Linked DNA regions of Mus musculus: region 2 is linked to region 1. A link is a contact called in public Hi-C data. All regions are on one chromosome and are shown on one strand. Each heading gives the region's core, a stretch centred on a gene start, on an enhancer-like site or on the middle of the called end of the contact. The rest is flanking DNA. Distances are from core to core; before and after follow the strand shown.

Evidence for each region. A called contact is a pair of places that touch in the nucleus more often than the background predicts.
Region 2: a Hi-C map of bone marrow-derived macrophages shows a contact between it and region 1, with 45 read pairs. The contact joins two enhancer-like sites. A contact is called at or near these places in 2 of 15 datasets of contacts at CTCF or cohesin (the NIH/3T3 cell line and embryonic stem cells), 9 of 484 Hi-C or Micro-C datasets (Sertoli cells, bone marrow-derived macrophages, cerebral cortex and 3 more), 15 of 115 datasets of contacts at active chromatin or transcription factors (bone marrow-derived macrophages, embryonic fibroblasts, embryonic midbrain and 8 more) and 4 of 9 other capture datasets (adipose tissue, embryonic stem cells, liver and 1 more).

Annotation. Positions count from the first base shown.
Region 1 is chr19:43,874,182-43,878,396 of GRCm38.p6, reverse strand. It overlaps Dnmbp (dynamin binding protein), which reads left to right. Exons shown (of 16, transcript NM_028029.4): 5 at 3,377-3,570; 6 at 4,140-4,215. Among named protein-coding and RNA genes, the nearest start is that of Gm24400, 19 kb to the right of the region's middle. Within about 2 kb of position 2,121, at least 42 of the 459 cell types and tissues checked have an H3K27ac peak or open chromatin away from gene starts, as enhancers often do. A contact at or near this core is called in bone marrow-derived macrophages, where this site is marked.
Region 2 is chr19:43,963,508-43,967,722 of GRCm38.p6, reverse strand. It overlaps Cpn1 (carboxypeptidase N, polypeptide 1), which reads left to right. Exons shown (of 9, transcript NM_030703.2): 6 at 1,409-1,548; 7 at 3,893-3,992. Among named protein-coding and RNA genes, the nearest start is that of Cpn1, 21 kb to the left of the region's middle. Within about 2 kb of position 2,087, at least 60 of the 459 cell types and tissues checked have an H3K27ac peak or open chromatin away from gene starts, as enhancers often do. A contact at or near this core is called in bone marrow-derived macrophages, where this site is marked.

The sequences.
Region 1 (4,215 bases), core at 872-3,371:
AAAAAAATGGCTAGGATACAGTTTTCTCACTTTTAATATAAATAAAATCTGACTCTCCTAGTGTGGCTGCCTGCTTTTGGTCGATGAGTAATAGATCTTTGATTCCCAGGAGAGAAAGTTTCCGGGGGAGGGCTAAAGACTTGAAGAAGAAAGGCCCCCACCCTGCCTGCTCCACCTGTGAGCCCAGGCAAGGGTGCAGTTAAAGTGGCCCTGGATTCAAGGCATAGCATTTGGACTTAATCTTTTTAGGATATTCCTAGAGCTGGTGTTTCTGCAGAATCTTGGACAAGCCAGTCAGTCTCCCCAGTCTTAGGTTTTTAATTTGTGAAGTAGGAATGTTAACTATCACAAACCCTAAAGCTTTGGCATATTACGTGAGTTCGGGGATATACTTTGTAAGTTAGCTCCCATGTGGTTGGAATTGGTAAGTGTTCTCTTGGGAGTTTTAGAGTCTGGTGTTAGTGAGTTTCTCTTGTCAGTTTGCCACTAACAAGATCTAAGCTACTTGGGAATAAGAAGAACCTGTCACTTTGAATCTGGGTGCTGTCAGCCTATGCCTTTGAAAAGGATCTCTGTGAGTTCGAGGCCAGCCTGGTACGCAAATCCGAGTTCCAGCACAACCAAGGCCACACAGAAAAACCTCAAAAAAAACCCAAAAACCAAACAACAACAAGCCAAAAACAAAAAACTAAACCAAAAGCCTAGACAAGTACCACAAAGTCTGGCCACAAAGAGAATTTAAAACAAGCAATTTAGTTTAAAGGATTTTCTTGCAAGGCTGGCGGTAAGAAAGCACCTGTCTATCCTGGGCCAGTCCCTGGGCTCCGTTCCCAGCACAGCAATAAACAGGCTGTGTGTACGGTGCAGCTGATTTCTGAACGAAACCTTAGACTGTGGTGGATGAGAAGGATGTGTGAAATGTTGCCACGCGTCGTGACATAAAGTTCAAGCAAGATACTAGCTATTGTTGGCTGTTGTTTTTAAATGTATTGAATAATACAATTTATAGAAAGATTGTCGTGGTACCAGGAACTCCCTGTGCACTCATGGTTGGTCGGCTGGTTTTCCCAGGCAGGGTTTCTCTGTGTAGCTCTAATTGCCCTGGAACTCACTCTGTAGAGTGGCCTCCAACTCAGAGATTCACCTGTATCTGCCTCCTGAGCGAGTGCTGGAGTTAAAGGTGTGTGCCCTCACTGCCTGGCTTCCCCGTGCGCTGTTAAGTTTAACATCTTCATCCTTTCTCTCTCTAGTTTTTTCTAAGAGTTTATTGCGTGCATTATGTGCCTGGTAGGGGTAAAACTCAGGGCCTGGCACAAGCAAACTATCAGCAGTAAGAGTGGGTATTTATTGTGAGACCAGAAAGGGGCCGCTCCTGCAGGAGATTTTACCTTGATCTAGTCACTTATCTAATCTACAGCCGCTCTCCAGCCCTGCCCAACGCTGGGTTTAGAACTTTTCTTCTTCGACACAGCAGGGACTGGCCAGTCATAGTTGAACACTGTCCTCGGAATTCCTTTTCCCATGACAGTGACCTTTTGAAGAATATACATTCTCAATTTGAGTTTGATGTTTCCTCAAGACTCATTTCAGAACCAACATTTGTGACTGGGATACTGCAGAAGGGGTGTGTGATGTTTCCAGGCCTATTTGGAAGCCATATTTGCCCCTTACTGGTGACCCTGATTTTGATTCCTGGGTCAAGGTATCCTTTCTCAGCTGTGTAGGCATGTTTTGTTGTTGTTTGTTTTGTTTTTGGAATGAACATGTAATGTATAATAATGTAAAACTATGCAAATATCCTGATCACCTCAATACCACCATTATTACCAGCATCATCAACTGATGAGTTGGGTATGTTTGTTTGTTTGTTTGGTTGGTTGGTTAGTTTTGGCCTGAAATTCTCTGGCTGGGGTCAGAGGCAGGCATACCACACCTATCCTCTACTGGTAATTTGCTTGAAAAGATGCTCTTAAAAAAAAAAAATCTTGTCATTTTTCTGGATCTTGCAGTTTGACTTCCACTCAGAGAGAGACTTCTTCCCTGTCATGTGTGCTAAGGGTGTGGGCTCCCAGTTCCTGTTTGATTCACTGGATTATAATGCATTGGAGCTGACTTAATTTTGATACTGAAGTTGTCCTGGTTGGGCAGGCTGCCCTTCCCTGGCTGCCTTGTCTTTGTTAAGATCTCCCTCTCCCCCTCCCCCTGTGCCTCTGCCAGGACCTCCTTGCTTGGCAATGCAAGATGTCTCCCGCCCCCATTTGTAAACACTGACATTCCTAACTTCTTAGGATTAGGGGCAGCAGAAAAGATTTTTGGAGAATCCAGTCTGCTGAAAAGCCAGCCGCATGTACTGTTTCTGTGGCTTTGAATTGTGCCCAGACAGCATACTGTATTGACTTAGCAAATTTGTCAATTTTTAAATCAGTCTTAGAATGTGAAGGAAACTCGGCGGAGACCACTCCACAGCCATCTTCTGTTTGTTTTTATTTCAGTTTCTTAAATGACCAAACGTTTTCTCATTTCTTTATGCGCCTTCTCCTATGCATCCAAGTACCAGGAGCTGTAAGTGCTAATGAGAAGAATTGTTTTTCTTCTTCAGGAAACATCCCGTTATGGCTAGCCCTGGGTAGACTGGAACTTGCTCTCTAGACCGGGCTGTCCTTCAGGCTCCCAGAGATCTCCCTCCCCCCAAGTTGGCACTGTTATGTGTTCCTCATAATATTTCTTTTTTTTTAAATATTAAGTTGTTCTGCCTGTAATAATTTTCTCATATTGCTTAAAACATTTTATCACATTTATTTATGTGCTTTGTGTGTGCATGTGTGTGGCAAGCATGTGCCACAGTAGCAAGCATGTAGAGTTCTGAAGACAACATAAGGGAGTCAGGTCTCTCCCTTCTACCCTGTGGATCCCAAGGAAGAAACTCCGGGCCTCAGGCTTAGCAGCAAGTGGGTTTACCTGTCGAGCCATCTCACTGCCCCAGATTAATATTCCTAACGTGCTGTATCAATGTCCTCACTCCCCAGCTTGGTAGCTTTGCTGCAGAGCCTATAGAGCAGGTTTTATATCTGATTAAATAAAATCAGTTCTCGATAAGGCTGGTCTTCCTTTCGACTTTACAGACAGCTAGCAGGCCGCGCATTGTTAGGTGGTCAAGCTTCTCTCGAGGACAAGATGAAAAGGATCCTGCATACTTGGGAGGATATCCCTGTGGAGAGAGTTTGCAGAGTGTTTACAGTGTTTACAGTGGACGCTTGATCTCCTGGCTGTCCTCTGTAGGGAAAGCCCCGGCCCACCTAGAACACTGCTTCCTGGTTCAAAGTGCTGGAGAGCCCTCCTTTCACACAGCTGCTGACCGTCCTCCTTCCCCTTCCAGACATGACGCTCCTCTCTTCCCAGTCTTCATCCCTGGCGGCCCCCTTTGGGTCTGTGTCCACTGAAAACCCAGAGCAGAGGATGCTGGAGAAGAGAGCCAAGGTGGTGGCGGAGCTTTTGCAGACGGAGAGAGACTACATCCGGGATCTGGAGATGTGCATTGAGAGGGTCATGGTGCCCCTGCAGCAGGCACAGGTAGGAGATGGGAGGCAGCCCGACCCTTTACACCCGAAGTGTTGGGGTTGGAATGAGGCTGTCTTCTACTGCAGTACCATAATTACAGACTGAGCGGCTCAGTGGTAAGGGAATAAAGAACCACAGAAAGCGAGGACAGACTTACCTTGGCACAGTTTCAGGTTTTGGCCTGTGGTTGGTTGGCGCTGCTGCATTTGAACCTGTGGCGCTGCGAATCGCAGCAGTGCGGTATAGAACAGAGCCGCTCCATCCTGGCAACCGGAAGCTGAGTGAGAAGGGGCGGGGCCTCAGCTAGCTCCTTAGAGATGTGCTTTCCTCCAAGTAGTCCCCATCTGCTGAAAGACCCATTTCCTGGTAACCCCAGGTCTTTAACACGTGAACTCTAGGGGGACACTCTGGAGCCAGACTACAACTTAGGGACAAAGGATGACACTAGAGATGGTTCTGGATGCCTTTGTTCTAGAAACAAGGCAGAAGTTAGGCAGATGACCTTGGAGAGATGTTCCTAATGTGAGTGATGTCATTAACTTCATCTCCCTGCATCTTGACGCTCTGTTCCTCTCGCTCAGGTACCAAACGTTGATTTTGAAGGACTTTTTGGAAATATGCAAACAGTGATTAAAGTCTCAAAGCAATTGTTGGCGG
Region 2 (4,215 bases), core at 838-3,337, 89 kb before region 1:
ACCTGTATTGATGAGGGCTGAGTTGATGTTTGGTCCTGGGGAGAGTGGAGAGGAGAGAAGCCGGGGAGTCATTTGTACTAAGAAGTTAGGCTTGTGCACCAAACCTACTTGAATACACAAGAAGATTCTGGTAGATTCTTCTTTCTTTAACTTTGTGCTAGGAAGCCAACCTCCTCACCCCCCAGATTGGAAGCATCAGAGACGCTTTTTCTTTTCTTTTCTTTTCTTCTCTTTTCTTCTCTTCTCTTTTCTTTTCTTTTCTTTCCTTTTCTTTTCTTTTCTTTTCTTTTCTTTTCTTTTCTTTTCTTTTCTTTTCCTTTCCTTTCCTTTCCTTTCCTTTCCTTTCCTTTTCTTTTCTTTCTTTCTTTCTTTCTTTCTTTCTTTCTTTCTTTCTTTCTTTCAAGATGTCTTTATTTTTTATTTATATGAGTACACTGCAGCTGTCCTCAGACACACACTAGAAGAAGGCATGGGATCCCATTACAGATGGTTGTGAGCCACCATGTGGTTGCTGGGATTTGAACTCAGGACCTCTGGCAGAGCAGTCAGTGCTCTTAACCGCTGAGCTGTCTCTCCAGCCCCAGATAATTGCTTTTTCTTTTTTTTTCTTTTTTCTTTTTTTCCCCCGAGACAGGGTTTCTCTGTATAGCCCTGGCTGTCCTGAAACTCACTTTGTAGACCAGGCTGGCCTTAAACTCAGAAATCCGCCTGCCTCTGCCTCCCGAGTGCTTGGATTAAAGGCATGTGCCACTATACTTTTTCAAATCATTCTCTCTCTCTCTCTCTCTCTCTCTCTCTCTCTCTCTCTCTCTCTCTCTCCCTCCCTCCCTCCCTCCCTCCCTCTCTCCCTCCCCACCCTCCCTATCCTCTCAGAAAGCATGGCCCGTGCCTCCTCAGAGAATCTCCACCCTAAACCAAATCAACACAATCCCAAGATTAACAATAGTTAATTAGGTCAATTCTAGTGGTTGTCTCAGCAATGAGGTCTCTGACCACAGTAACCTGGGAAGTTGTCCAACACAGAAACTTGGGGCCCTTGCCCTGTGCCCTGTGCCTCCTGAGTTAAACCCTGAGTTAAGGCCCAGTGATCTGTGTTAAGCTGCATGGCTCACCTTCTAGGGGCTTTAGTACCTGGGAGGAAACCAGTTGTTTAGTTATGGTTGCTGGTCTCTGTGTTTATTTTAAGACAGAGCCTCGCTATGTAGCCTAGGCAGACCTGGAACTTGCTATGTAGACCAGGCTAACCTTCAGCCTGAGACTCAGGAACAGCTCTGTGGAGAGTAAGTTAGCAGATGTCAAGAGGTAGGAGAGAAGCTGATAAAGATGTGGTGGAGAAACTGTGACTAACGAGAAAGGTGGCAATGGTGGGTCCCTCGACACAAAGATCTGCCGCTGTCTCTTTCCCTAGGAATGCAAGACTTCAATTATCTCCACACTAACTGCTTTGAGATCACGCTCGAGCTGAGTTGCGACAAGTTTCCCCGGCAAGAGGAGCTGCAGAGGGAGTGGCTGGGTAACCGGGAAGCCTTAATCCAGTTCTTGGAACAGGTAAGATCCTTCCGTTTGACTCTTCTGGTTGCAAGAGAGGTCTTCCAATGGCAGCTGGGGTTGCCACAGGCTCAGGCTGTCCCCAGAGCTGACTCCACTCAACCAGCCCTCTACTCCTGCGGTTGGTTTTCCTTCAATGTCCTAGAGCATAGCTGTCTGTCCAAAACTTTACTGTAAGCTGGGGACTCTGGGTAAACAAGCCTATATCCCTGTCTCTATGGAACTGATGTTCTAACCGGGGCAGACAGTAAGCAAAATACGGAAGTAAATTCTGTGCCTCATTAAAAAGAGAAGTGCTGTGAAGAAAGTCTCCCGGAGAAAGCCACTCTCAAATGGGGTCTGAGGAGCCTGAGGATCGGAGGGGCTCAGACAAGCCAGGTTATCTAGAACAGGGGTGGGCCCTCCAGAATAGGTCCAACTAAAACAAGCCAAGTCCACATCTGAAAGGTGCCCGGCAGCAGCAACCACAGCCAGCTGCCGCCTCAAGTGCACCGCAACGGCTGCTGTGAGAAACACATGACAAGGCTTGGAGGAGGGGGAGAAACTGGACTCTTTTAGGCACTGTGAGCAGAAAGTGATGTTGCTTCTAAGCCAAGCAGTGTGACAGAGCTTCCGGAAAATTAAAAATGGGGCTGAAGTTTAGCTCAGTGGTAAAGCTCTTGCTTAGCACACGAGGGACCCAAAATTGTGTTTCCAGACCCACAAAAGCAACCACAATTAGAATAAAATTGTTATATTATTCAGCATGGTTAAATCTCAAAGAAGTGAAGACAGGCAGAGAGAGAGAGAGAGAAAGGGCCTTCAAAACCAGGTAAGCGCTGACACACACCTTAGCACGACTGGATCTGGATTATGCAATAAGCAATAAGCCAGTCGTATGGCAGTAAGCCGTGCCTCTGTTTAGATAGAGTTTATACAGTCGCACAGACAGAATGCAGAATGGTGTCTGGGGCTGGAAGAGCAGGAGGTGGGGTAGAGAATGAGAGGGATGGAGACTTTCATCTTAAGGAGAGCAGTTTCAGTGTCAGATGAAGAGAGTTCTAAAAGTGAGTTGTTGTGCTAGGCACATATTACAAATGTGCGTGATAAACTGGGCTGTACAATTCACAGAGTGAACATTTTACCACAATTTACTTCAAATTTTCTCTCTCTCTCTCTCTCTCTCTCTCTCTCTCTTGTGTATTCATGCCATGATGTTTGTGTGGAAATCAGAAAGCAAGTTGTGGAAGGTAGTCTGTTCTCTTCTTCCAGCATTTTGGGTACCAAGTTCAAACTCAGTCAGGCTTAGCAGCAAATGCCTTTAACCACTGAGCCATCTCAGTAGATCACAATCTAAGGTTTCTCTCTCTCTCTCTCTCTTTCTTTAAAGATTTTATTTATTTACTTATTTATTTATTTATTTAATGTGAATATACTGTCTCTGTCTTCAGACACACCAGAAGAGGGCATCGGATCCCTTACAGATGGTTGTGAGCCACCATGTTGTTGCTGGGAATTGAATTCAGGACCTCTGGCAGAGCAGTCAGTGCTCTTAACCGCTAAAGTTTCTAAGTTTCTTTTCGTTTCATTTCGTTTCGTTTCGTTTCGTTTCGTTTCCTTTCCTTTCCTTTCCTTTCTTTTCTTTTCTTTTTAAGATTTTATTTATTACTATATGTAAGTACACTGTAGCTGTCTTCAGACATTCCAGAAGAGGGCATCAGATCTCATTACAGATGGTTGTGAGCCACCATGTGGTTGCTGGGATTTGAACTCAGGATCTTTGGAAGAGCAGTCAGTGCTCTTACCCACTAAACCATCTCACCAGCACCCCCCCCCCTTAAATTTCCTTAATTGTAACAAAATTCAAGGTTAGACCAGCAGGAGCTGGAGAGATGGCTTGGCGGTTGATTGAGAGTACTGGCTTGTCTCAGCAAACCTAAGTTTGTTTCCAGCATCCTCATGGTGGCTCACAAACATTGGTGACATTAGTCCCGAGAGCTCTGTGACCCTCTGCTGGGCTCTTCCAGCAACATGTAGGCACAGGGTACAAAGACACACGTGAAGGCAAAATACTCAACACACATACACTTGAGACTGGGCTACTAGTGGGGACTGTGGCCTCACAAGCCCACCCACACAGGAGCTTTGAGAAGGCAGTGTACTGTGACTGAGTGACAGGATCACTCCGCCTACTAAGGAGGGATTATGGGATTGGAGGAGCAGTGAAGAGCTAGTTTACAGGGTGTTGTCATGGTGTTAATGAACATGGACTGAGAGGAACCATGAGAAAAGAGAAAGGCCAGAGCCTTTCCCACTGTCCAACCACTGTGTGATTCTGACTCTCGGTGGCCACTGTTTCCCGCAGGTCCACCAGGGCATCAAGGGAATGGTGTTGGATGAGAACTCTAACAACCTCACGGGGGCTGTCATTTCCGTCACCGGCATCAACCACGACGTCACTTCAGGTAGGAGGGGACCAGTTGGTAAGCCAGAAAGACCAGCCATCGAGGACACTGAGAGGAGGGTGCGTGCCGGGTATGGGAGCAGAAAAGACGCGCTGCATCAAGCAGCTAAGATTCGGATAAGGAGATTCTTCACCTGCTAGAGGGAGCAGGCTCTGAGAGCAGGGAGCGAGTAGCCTTGAAGCGAATGGAGCCCCTGGTCAGAGCCCCTGATGGCTGTGGAGGC